4 separate regions of the Sus scrofa genome follow, and all the other regions are linked to region 1. A link is a contact called in public HiChIP or PLAC-seq and promoter capture Hi-C data. All regions are on one chromosome and are shown on one strand. The core of a region is the stretch at or near the end of the contact, and the rest is flanking DNA. Distances in the headings are between cores, read along the strand shown. Region 1 overlaps ENKUR (enkurin). Region 2 holds the start of LOC110255603 (basic salivary proline-rich protein 2-like). Region 3 overlaps ARHGAP21 (rho GTPase-activating protein 21). Region 4 overlaps LOC106507918 (a long non-coding RNA gene).

Region 1 (2,700 bases), core at 156-2,655:
TGTTTGGTGTGAAATTGTATGGGTATATATAATATAATTTACCAGCACCCTATTTGTAAGCATTGAAGTGATTTAATTTGTTTTCAATATTTGCCATTAAAAGCAATGCTGCAGTAAGTGACCTTGAACATACATCATTTTGCACATTTGGCTGTATTAGTAGAAAATCATTGCCAGGAATGAAATAACTAGGTCAGAAGGTATGTGCACTTGTAATTTTATTAGAAACTATTTTTTATTTTGCTGTGTGTGTGTGAATAGATAATTTATAGACATGGTCTGAAATTCGAAATTCCTAACTGCCTAAAGGTGAATAGGGAGAAGTCTTCCTCACACCCCCTTTCCTAGAGCTACTGAATCCCCCTTCCCAGAAGCAACCACTGTAACCAGCCTCTTATATATCTTTCCAAGTAATACTCTATGCATATGTGTGTAAGATGGAAATAATGATACATGTGTCTGTGGGAGAATCACTCCAATCTGACAGATATGTGGTTTTCTTCTCTCATGTCTGGGAGGCTCAGAAGACTCTTGCCAAGAGAGGTGTCATATAGTCAGTGTAAGCACTCAGGTAAGGAATAGCTTTTCTATTGTCCCATCATTCATTACCAGCCCCACAGCGCCAGTATTGTAGGTTCCATCAAGAAAGCAGTGGTTTTATTGACTTTCACTCTGCCTGTGTGTTCCTCTTGGATGGAAGAGAGGCCAGGGATATGGGACGTTGCCCTGACCTCAGCCTCGCCGTGTTGAATTCCCAAACTAGATTCACTGTCTGAGATTTCCTTTCATCTTCCTAGTGGTGGAGTCTGTGTCAAGTCCACCGATTCCTGTGTCTTGTGTTTTTCTCTTTCTTAGAGAAACAGTGGAAGCCTATACACTTATAAACTGTAGACTGCAGGCCATGTTCAAATAACCTTTTTACTCCATTCACTCCCATCTTTCTGCACAAACTATACTCCCGGACCTAAGCCTAAATTCTTCTCTTTCTTAGTATCTTGTTAAAAGCAACAAGGAACAGTCAACTCCCCTCCCCCCACAATATTCTAAGTTTTTACAAACAGTTCCCCTTCAGACTGTAGCTAAGTCATGTGGTTTTCCTTCTGTGGCAATACAAGAGACAATTTTACCAAATGTTTTGCCATAGAGTAACAAGGGTCAACAGCTTCCCAGCCTGTCCAGGAACCTTCCCTATCAAACCTTTGTCACCCTGTTGATGACTATTAAAAGGAACTGGACCTTTGCCTGGCTCAGACACCTGCCAGGCCTTACCTTTCATAGGATCTCCTTCCAGTGATGTGGCTCTTGCATCACCTAAGTGGACATAATAACCAGTTTGCTATTACGTGCTCAAGGTCCCCTAGTCACCAATAAGGTTCAAAGTTTCTTTTAAGCAAGGAAAACAACACAACAGAGGGACCCAGCAGCTCACTGCTTCCCTCTCTACTTCTCCTAGCCTTTCTGAGGACGACACAGAGGGCAAACCTTAATCTTATGCAATTCCCACATGTGTGAGCTGCACTGTTTTGGACTCATAGAGGTTCCTTTTATCTTTATTGGCTTTGAGGAGACAGTCAAACTTTCTCCTGGGTAAGCTCTATGGTTCTACACAGCCAGCAGACTAGGCTTCAGGCCCAGAGCACCCTGGAGGCCACATGTGGTTTCATCTGGACAAACACTTTAAAACAAATTCCCTGGCTTTTCTTCAAAATTACTGAGATGACAGGCAGCTGCCACCCACGCAGTAAGATGGTGTCCAGCACTAACACGAAGGCCTTATAGGGTATGGGTGGTAAAAACAATGGTGAGTTAGGCTTCAAAGTAGAACATTATCTTAGACTTTGGATCACTCTCTTGCTGTATCATTAAACTGCTGTAGTTCTTTTGTAATGCACCCAAAGCTTTTCAAAAAACACTTTGACACACCCTTTGGGGATTTAAAATACAAGTAGTAAAGTTTAAAGACTCTGTTTCTTCTAAGTGGATTTTATAATTTAAAAAATAAGAATGTGCCAAGATTCCAAGTCTTCAAAATTTTAGTTATTTTGGTATTAGCCAAACAAGTTGATGACAGTTGACCCTTATACTTACAAAAAAAAAATTAGATAAAATGCAAATTTTTCAAAAAGTAAAAATGTAAGCCAAGGGCCTTAAAGAGAATAGTCCTCTTTGTAAAAAATGTGTTACTCTAACATCATTTAGCCCTGTGTTTCTAATATTATCACGTAAGTTTATTTTAAGTGATTATCTGGCATTGATTCATCATTTGATGCTTTGGGTATTTTTTAGGACTCAGATATTTTTCGTGTAAATGGCACTTAATTATAGTGATGGTTCAGATTGATATTTTATTTTTTTTGGCCACACCCGCAACATATGGAAGTTCCCAGGCCAGGGATCAAATCCAAGCTGCAGTATGGCAGTGCCATATCCTTAACTCACTGCATCACAATAGGAACTTCTAGATATTTTATTATTACGATCCCTTTAAATACACATAAGCTAATTTTCTTGAGATAGATTTTTTTAAAGAACAATTTTAAATTGGGACGTTCTTTTAAAAGTCACATTAGAATTCACATGTTCAAAATAGTTTACTCAAATGTTTCAGAGAAAAATAATTCCAAAATTATTATATTTGCTAACCAATATTTTTATGGGGTTTTATGTAGTATGACGTTTTTTACCCCCCTTCCATCTCAC
Region 2 (2,700 bases), core at 167-2,666, 200 kb after region 1:
CGTCTGGGACCTGGGATCCCCCAATTCTGGGTATCTGGCTGTATGAAGGTCCCCCTCCCGGGCCCTGACGCGGAGCACCGAGCCTTCCGCAGCAGAAGCCCGGGTTCCTGGCCGCTCCCGCTCTGAGCTCGAGAGATTGGCGAAGGCGGGGAGGGTTTTGTGTGTCTGGCTTTGGGGGAGGTGTTGGGGGCGGCGAGGGCTTGTAGGTCCCGACACACATTGGGAGGGGGTTGGCGATCACCCCTCACCCCGCCCCAGGCTAATCCCCCTTCTCCAGCGTTGGTTCCCGGGACCATATTATTCAAGACAGAAAATATTCAGCCCCGGAGCCTCCCCTGGGGAGGGGAGGGGAAGGAGGTGGAGTGGGAGGAGGTGGATCCAGGGAGGAAGAAGCGAGAAATCCGCCCCCGGGAAACAGCTCGGCGCGGCAGCGGAGCGAGGCACTTCTGTCACTTGGTGATCGCGGGCGCCCGAGCGCGGCCCCGGCCCGGCCCGGCGAGGCGAGGGGAGAGTCCGGCGGCCGCCGCCCCGCCCCACGCCCTCCCGCGGCGGCCGAGAGCCCGGGGCCGGCCGGGGCAGGTCGCGGCGGTGCCTGGGAGCGGCCGGCCGGGGGCGGCGGCCTCGGAGCGCGACGGCGGCGGGCAGCGCCCGCTCGTCCTCCCGCTGGGTCCGGTGCGCGCCGGGCGTGCCGTCCGGGGACCGGCCGGCCGGGTGCGGATCTACTCGCCGCGCTTTCTCCGGTGCGTGTCTGCTTTATTTTCTGCTTCGGCCGACCCGGCGCAGCGCCGCCGGGCGGGTGGAAAGGGAGAGCCGGGCTCGCCGCGGGCTCCCTCCCTTCCCGCCACCCCGGGCCACCCCGCCCGGCGCTGGCGCGGGGCCGGAGGGAGCCGCGGCGGGCGCCCGGCGTGGGCGTAGGGGCCGCACCCGCGTGTGCGGAGCGGGGGAGGACGGCGGGAGGAGGGAAGGGCACAAAGGCCGGCGGCGGGCGCCGGGGTCCCGCCGGCCGGCCGTGGAGGAGGGGCGCCTCCCGTCCGCTCATGAATATTAACCGAGCCTGCGGCCTAGCGCGTCCCGGCCGGGCCCCATGCCCGGCCCGCGTCCCCGCCGCCAATCGCTGCCGCCCGCGGAAGCCGGGCCCGGCGGGGCGCGGCGGGTGAGCCCCCTCGCTCTTGGCCTTTCCCTCGGGTTCCCCCACTCGTTTTTGAAAGTACAAATTTGGGCCGCCCTTCCCGGGAGATCGAGATCCCCGACCCGCCTCTGGAAGGGGCGGGGGAAATAGTGGTAGGTGGGTGGTGGTTTTCTTTTTCCTATTTCCCCCCCCCCCCCCCAAGGTGGACACGGAAAAAGGGGAATATCGTGTCGGGGCGTTGATTGGGACGCGGCAACTAAATGAAAGTTGCTGGGGCTGCGGCTTCATTTCTATAGCTCCGGAATAATGCTCGGGAGAGGGAGTCCCTCCCGCCGCCGCAGCCGCGCACGCCTCCCCTCCCGGCCCCGCGCCGTCTCCGCCCAGCCTCGCCGCGGGCCAAGGAAAACAGCCGCCTCCTCGGGGACACCGGCCGGCTGGGGCGGAGGGCGGGCGCCCCGGGTCCCCCAGGCCGCCTCGAGACGCCGGCCGAGGCGCTGGCTAAGTCCGATCCTGGCTTTTTGTTTTTATTTGGGCCAGCTGGGGAGGCGGCGGGGAGCAAGGAGGGTTTTTGAAAAAGTATTATCCCATTTTAGTCTCGTGGGGAGCAAACTTCCCTTAAGTCTCCTCAGCTGGGTGATGCGGAAGAACAGAGACGCCTCTTCTGCCCAGAAAATAATGCTCATTAAAATGCACTTGAAAAGGGAATGTTTTGACGGCTTCACAACAGCCAGGCATGTTTGACGCAACCACCGTGCAGCTCTGATGTTACTCATTTTTTTCATGATTTATAGATTTTTTTCTTTTTCTTTTTTTTTTTGTCGTTGTTGTTGTATGGATAGATTCTTTTATACGGAGGTTCATCAGCGTGGACCGCATTATTTTTCCGAGTGTTGGAAAGGCGAACTTGGGCTAGACGTGGGCGAGTCTAAGGTCAGCGTCTGGAGAAAGTTCATGCCCTTTAACTTTTCCCTCCTCTAGGAAAGATCTCTTGGGCAGAGGCTTCGCGGCGCACTCAGATTGCTCTTGGAGTCGGGAGAAGCGCTAGGACGAAGGGGACCGCTTTCTGCAGCTGGCCTCACTAGCTGCTGAGGAGGAGACCTGTCGTCTTTGTTTTTTCCGTCTCGAGAAATGGACGAAGACGGGGAAATCGTTTGAAGTCCGAAGAAATCATCTTCAGGGCATTGCGGAGGGGCTTCATCAAAACCTTCATCCCCCGGCCCATTATTTGTCTCACTTAGCCCTGCACCTTCTGCGGAGCCTGGTGTGGAATTCTTACCTTTTGGGTGTGTGGTGGCATTTCGCCCCCAATGTGGACTCCCAAGGGTTGGCCCCTTCTTTGTGATTTGAAATGAAATGATGGCCACACGTCGGACTGGTCTGCCGGAGGGAGATGGTGACAAGCTCAAGGCCTGCGGGTCCCCCACCTGTGAGGTAAGCGCTTGAGGCAGGATCCCTGCCCGTCTGTGGTGGCCTGTGTCTGTGAGGTGTCCTGCCGGTGGCGGGGGTCAGCTGCCACACAGCCTAGGAAGAGGCTTTTGGGGCTTTGGGCTGGATGGTGGGAGGACCCCAGC
Region 3 (2,700 bases), core at 98-2,597, 210 kb after region 1:
CCTCCTGACTGTGGACTGGAGGTTTCAACTTCCCCTCCTTGGGTTTGATTAATTTGCTAGAGGGACTCAAAGAACTCGGAGAAACATACTGCTTACTGGATCACGGGATTTATAATAAAGAGGATAATACAGAGACAGCCAGCTGCGGGGATACCTAGGGCAGGGTATGGGCAAAGGTGTGGAGCTTCCATGCCCTCTGCTTGTGCACTTCCCCCCCTGCCCACCAACTCCCATGTATTCACCAACCTGGAAGCTCTCCCAACCCTGTCCTTTTGAGTTATCAGGGAGACTTCATTGCATAGGCACAATTAATTTAATCATTGGCCATTGGAGGTTGAATCAACTTCCAGCCCCTCTCCCCTCCCCTGGGGTCGGGGTAGGACTGAATGTTCTGATCTTCTAATCACTTGGTTGGTTCTCCTGGCAGTCAGTTCTCATCCTCAGGTGTATTCCCAGTGTCACCTCATTGACATTACGAAGGACACTATTGTTGCTGCCATCACTTAGGAAGTTCCAGGAGTTTTAGAAACTCTCTACTGGGAATGGGATGAAGACCAAATATGTATTGCTTTTTTTTAGGGGGGGGGCTGCACTGGCAGCATATGGATGTTCTCAGGCTATGGGTCGAATCAGAGCTACTACAGCTGCCGGTCTACACCACAGCCATGTCAGATCTGAGCCAAGTCTTTGACCTACACCACAGCTCATGGCAATGCCAGATCCTTAGCCAACAAGCTCAGAAAGTAGAGATGGATGGAACACTTCCCATCTTCTTTTTATGATGCTAGCATTAGCCTAGTAACAAGCAGGCAAAAACAATATAAGAACAGGAGTTCAGACCAGGGTTGTAGATGTAAAAATCCTTAACAAAATGTCAGCAAATCAAACCTAGCAGTATATGAAAAAGATAATACATTGTGATTAAGTTGGAGTTATCTCAAGAATTAAAGATTAGTTTAATTTTAACATATCAGCAACCTATTAACTAGTTAACATATTAACAGAATAAAGGAGAAAATTTGTACCATCATCTCAACAGTTGCAGAAAAAGCATCTGGCAAACTGTAACAAACACTCCATCATCAGAAAACTCTCAGAAGACAGGAAATTAAGGAAACTTACCTAATTTGATATACATGCAGCAAGATGGATGGATATAAAAAACATGCTAGGAGTTCCCTGGTTGCCTTGTGGTTAAGGATCCAGTGTTGTCACTGTAGTGGCTCATTGTCACTGCTGTGGCTTGAGTTCGACCCTTCGCTGGGGAACTTCCACATGCTGTGGGCACAGCCAAAACAAACAACCCTTTGCTGGGGAACTTCCACATGCTGTGGGCACAGCCAAAACAAACAGCCAAACAAAAAGTGCTGAATGAAAGAAGGTAGACAACAGGGTACACACACACTGTGTGACCTCATTCATGAGAAGGTTTAGAACAGGCGAAACCAACGTGGTAATAGAAACCGGAATAGTGATTGCCTCTGTGGGTGAAGGGGGATTTCAGAATGACTAGGAGGACACCCAGGGAACTTCCAGGGGTGATGGAGATGGTCTCTGTCTCTGTGTAGTTGGGAGTTAGATAGATGCATTTGTGACATTTCATGAACTGTATACTTAGAAGCTGTGTGTGTGTGTGTGTGTAAATATCTATGCCTTAATTTAAACATGAAAAATAAAAAGTGCAAAAGAAGGAGATAAAACTTAAAATATCGTGAAGCCAAAGGACGAAACTAAAAATATTGGATAAGACAATAAATACCTCACCTAGAACTAGAATAGTAGATTTTTCTTGCCTTACTCTCATATCTTCCAAGCATATGTTTTTTAAAAAAAGGAAATCAAAATACTTTTTTTTTTTTTTTTTTTATAAAAGGGCACACCTGTGGCATATGGCAGTTCTCAGGCCCGGGATTGAAACCAAGCCACAGCTGCCGCCTATATACTGCAGCTGCAACACCACCAGATCCTTTAGCCCTCTGTGCTGGGCTGGGGAACAAACACACCTCCACAATGACCCAAGCTGCTGTAGTTGTATTCTTTTTTTTTTTTTATTTATTTTTTATTATTTTTTTTATTTTCCCACTGTACAGCCAGGGGGTCAGGTTATCCTTACATGTATACATTACAATTACATTTTCCCCCCACCCTTTCTTCTGTTGCAACATGAGTATCTAGACATAGTTCTCAATGCTAGCTGTAGTTGGATTCTTACCCCACTGTGCCACAGTGGGAACTCCATCAAAATACTTTCAGCTTCTGTAATTTCCAAGATCTAATTTCAAAGCTTTTTGGGGTGATTGTCAGGGAGAGACACTCGTATTGAAAATCAGTTGACCATGTATATGAGTATTTATTTCTGGGCTCTCTCATCTTTCTTTCAGTTTATGTGTCTGTCCTATGCCAATACCATGTTGTTTTGATTACTATAGTTTTGTAGTTAAGTTTTAAAATTGGAAAGTGTTTAGGGTCCGTTGAAATTCCATGCAGTGGTTATATTTTAAAACATATTACAGTAGTTAAAAATACTCTGGGTAGCTACAGTTAAATGTATATATCATCATGACAATTGAAAAATTTGCTGCAAGAGGGTTGACTAACATTTATTGAGAACCTACTGTGTTTCTGACACTATCTTTTGTTATTTGATTCTTAAAACGACCTTTTAAAACAACTTTTTAAAGAAGATTATCGTTAATCCCA
Region 4 (2,700 bases), core at 127-2,626, 140 kb after region 1:
TGAGCCACAGCGGGAACTCTGGAGCAGTCTCTTGAGGATGGAGGATGTGCCAAGTTAACGTTCACTCTCAAACACAATTTTTCTCAGGGTTTCCAGCACAAAATAAGTTTAAACAAACACAATATAAAAGATATAAATGAAAAAACAATCTGTGTGTGGAGTTCCCGTTGTGGCACAGTGGAAATGAACCTGACTAGTATCCATGAGGACTTAGATTCGAGCCCTGGCCTTGCTCAAGGGGTTGAGGATCCAGCATTGCCATGAGCTGTGGTGTAGGTCACAGACGTGGCTAGGATCTGGCGTTGCTGTGACTGTGGCGTAGGCTGTGGCTACAGCACCGATTCGACCCCTAGCCTGGGAACCTCCACATGCCGCGGGTGCGGCCCTAAAAAGACAACAACAAGAAAACAATCTGTGAAATAAAATTCATAGAAGTCACTTGTTCAGAGCATCATTGCAAAACAGTCTAAACTGGGGGTCTTCAAACATTTTTGCTCACAGCTCGCCACCCACCAGAGAAAGAATTTTACAGAACTCTGCACTTTCTCACCTGTTTTAAAGATAACATCCAAGATCTTTCAGCATAAGTTTAAATGGTTGCCAAGGACGTAGTTTCCAGCAGATTGTAAGTGTTAATATTTTAAAAGAAAAGTACACATCACTTTGAAATGTGTCTTGGTAGAATCAACATCTAGACAATTTGAAACATTTTCATCCACTTAAAATATACATGAAAACTCTCTCTTACATAACACCTGGAAATGGTATGTTCTTTATTTGTATCTTTTCCATTTGCCACATAATTTTATCCTCGTGGAGTTTATTTTTATCCTTAAATCTTTAATTAACCACACTGTTAGGCTTCCCAGCAACAAAATAGGTTTACAAACTGTGTTGCTGGCTGGAATTTGGAAGGAGGATGGAAGATAGATTTATGGTCCAAGGGAGTGAAGCATCCCCAGGATTGGTTCAGTGTCATGCTCTGTGGGAGGAGCAAACCGCAGGATGCCCAGGACCTAGATCTTCCACTGGTTTATCCGCAGTGCCCAAGCTGCAGGGTCTTAACGGGGGAGAGCAGGAGGCAAGTAAAAATAGAAAGTGCTGTTATGGGGCAAAACTCTCTGTAAGACTTTGAGAACAAAGCAGCACCACCTTGGCCTAAAGGGTGAGTGTGGCCTGAAAGTGGGAAAAAAAGATCTGTCCTTACACTTCAGCGAGTCCATTTCTGAGTGTCATGGACACTGTGAGACTGTGATCCTGAGAAACAGCAGGCACATCAGCATTTGTAGCCTGACTCCGATAGTGGCTGCCACACAGAGGCTGGCGGAGCTCACGCCAGAACCAGCCCTCGGGCAACATCTGTTGTGAGCAGCAGCCCCGTTGGCAGGCCCACGATGATGGCCCTGGCTGGGCAGACACACCCTGACATCAGGCACAGCACCCCCAGAGTAGCAGTGTCTCGGGTGGTTGCCATGGTTTCAGTGGCAGCTGACGAGAGCAGCCTTGGCCAAGTACCAGTTCTTCTGCTCAGTTGGGAGCTTTACTGCAAACTCCAGGGAGACATTCCCCAGAAGGAGCCCAAGTGGTCACAAGTGGCCAACACAGGAAAGACGTATTTGCAAACCCATGTGAAATACCAACTGGGCACCCCTCCCAAACTTGGTATCAACTTGCAAGGGTCCCAGTGCTGCTGCCCTGGCAGAGGGAAGCCAGAACCAAGAAGCCTCGCTTTTCACTCAACACAGCCCTGTTTTGGCCTCAGACATTTGTGGGCTGGGCAAACGAGGTCCGACAGAATCTCTCCAAAACTTGCAACAGACCAGCCCATCATTATGAGATAAATAGTGGCTGGAAAATAGGAGATTCAAAACTGAAAGTGCCAGGTTGGCATCAGAGTTTAACTCAAAGTGCCCTCCAGGCTATGAGGCCTGCCTTTGCCTATTCTGTCCAACATCAGCTGGGAATTTTCCGATATGGGAGATGACCTGATCTAATTAAGGGGAAATGGTATTACTGTAGGTCAAATCAGAGCAAAGTAAGTCAAGAAAAGCAGAAGCTAGCCTGTCAAGGCCTCCCTTCCAATGCTTACACAAGAGGAGAAATAAAGGGGTATTTGCTGATAATCAGCTAGAACTAGGGAGTTCCTGCCTAGAAAATGTTGGCCACTAAATAACCATGACCTTAACCGAAGGGCACTGAGCTGAGTTTAGTCGTACTTGCAGAGAGTCTGAAGTTCTCTGAATGAGAAGATGTGCCAAGTATTTCACTGAGGCATGAAATCCCCATCCTCTCTCCGCAGCATAGAGGGAGGCGGGCGGGAAGAGAGCCTGGGCTCGGGGGAAAGCTTCACGCCCAAAGACTGAGGCCCTACCTCCAGCAAGTCACCAAATACTCACAACCAGTGGGCAGCAGAGCCAGCCTGGCCAAGGACATGTTCTGCAAAGAACTTACTATATCCACTTGCAGGCTCCCTTTGGGTTTTTTTTTTTTTCCTCCAAGAAGCTGAGAAAAAGGTGGACTGTGACAGCTCTGGGCTGGGAAAGCATTCTGACTGCAGAAGACAAGTCAGCATGTGGACACCTTCCTGGAGGCCCCCAGACCCTGACCCACGTCGGCATGTATCTCCCTAAACCCCACTTAACCTGGATGAGTGCCGCTTGAGTTGCTGTTGAACATCAAAGCCAAATCCTTCCCGCTCTG

What was found. Promoter capture Hi-C pulls out the DNA fragments that hold promoters and counts their contacts. HiChIP or PLAC-seq counts read pairs in DNA pulled down with a chosen protein or histone mark.
Region 2: a promoter capture Hi-C map of liver shows a contact between it and region 1, with 6 times the contacts expected there. The contact joins the promoter of LOC110255603 here to the enhancer-like site in region 1. A contact is called at or near these places in 2 of 5 promoter capture datasets (fetal liver and liver), 4 of 47 Hi-C or Micro-C datasets (embryonic fibroblasts, liver, skeletal muscle and 1 more) and 2 of 2 datasets of contacts at active chromatin or transcription factors (alveolar macrophages and skeletal muscle).
Region 3: a contact with region 1 is called in an H3K27ac HiChIP or PLAC-seq map of alveolar macrophages. The contact joins two enhancer-like sites. A contact is called at or near these places in 4 of 47 Hi-C or Micro-C datasets (embryonic fibroblasts, liver and skeletal muscle) and 2 of 2 datasets of contacts at active chromatin or transcription factors (alveolar macrophages and skeletal muscle).
Region 4: a contact with region 1 is called in an H3K27ac HiChIP or PLAC-seq map of skeletal muscle. The contact joins two enhancer-like sites. A contact is called at or near these places in 2 of 2 datasets of contacts at active chromatin or transcription factors (alveolar macrophages and skeletal muscle).

The regions. Positions count from the first base shown.
Region 1 is chr10:50,344,331-50,347,030 of Sscrofa11.1, forward strand. The region is part of intron 4 of ENKUR (enkurin); the gene reads left to right. Among named protein-coding and RNA genes, the nearest start is that of PRTFDC1, 20 kb to the right of the region's middle. Within about 2 kb of position 1,406, at least 20 of the 83 cell types and tissues checked have an H3K27ac peak or open chromatin away from gene starts, as enhancers often do. A contact at or near this core is called in alveolar macrophages, fetal liver, liver and 2 more, where this site is marked.
Region 2 is chr10:50,539,565-50,542,264 of Sscrofa11.1, forward strand. It overlaps LOC110255603 (basic salivary proline-rich protein 2-like), which reads right to left and starts at 1,417. Exons shown (of 2, transcript XM_021064283.1): 1 at 1-1,417. The coding sequence starts at 1,417. The coding sequence ends at 302. ARHGAP21 (rho GTPase-activating protein 21) reads left to right here and starts at 2,018. Exons shown (of 26, transcript XM_021064916.1): 1 at 2,018-2,560. The coding sequence starts at 2,483.
Region 3 is chr10:50,555,839-50,558,538 of Sscrofa11.1, forward strand. The region is part of intron 1 of ARHGAP21 (rho GTPase-activating protein 21); the gene reads left to right. Among named protein-coding and RNA genes, the nearest start is that of ARHGAP21, 16 kb to the left of the region's middle. Within about 2 kb of position 1,348, at least 2 of the 83 cell types and tissues checked have an H3K27ac peak or open chromatin away from gene starts, as enhancers often do. A contact at or near this core is called in alveolar macrophages, where this site is marked.
Region 4 is chr10:50,480,880-50,483,579 of Sscrofa11.1, forward strand. All of the region lies in intron 3 of LOC106507918 (a long non-coding RNA gene), which reads left to right. Among named protein-coding and RNA genes, the nearest start is that of ARHGAP21, 59 kb to the right of the region's middle. Within about 2 kb of position 1,377, at least 26 of the 83 cell types and tissues checked have an H3K27ac peak or open chromatin away from gene starts, as enhancers often do. A contact at or near this core is called in skeletal muscle, where this site is marked.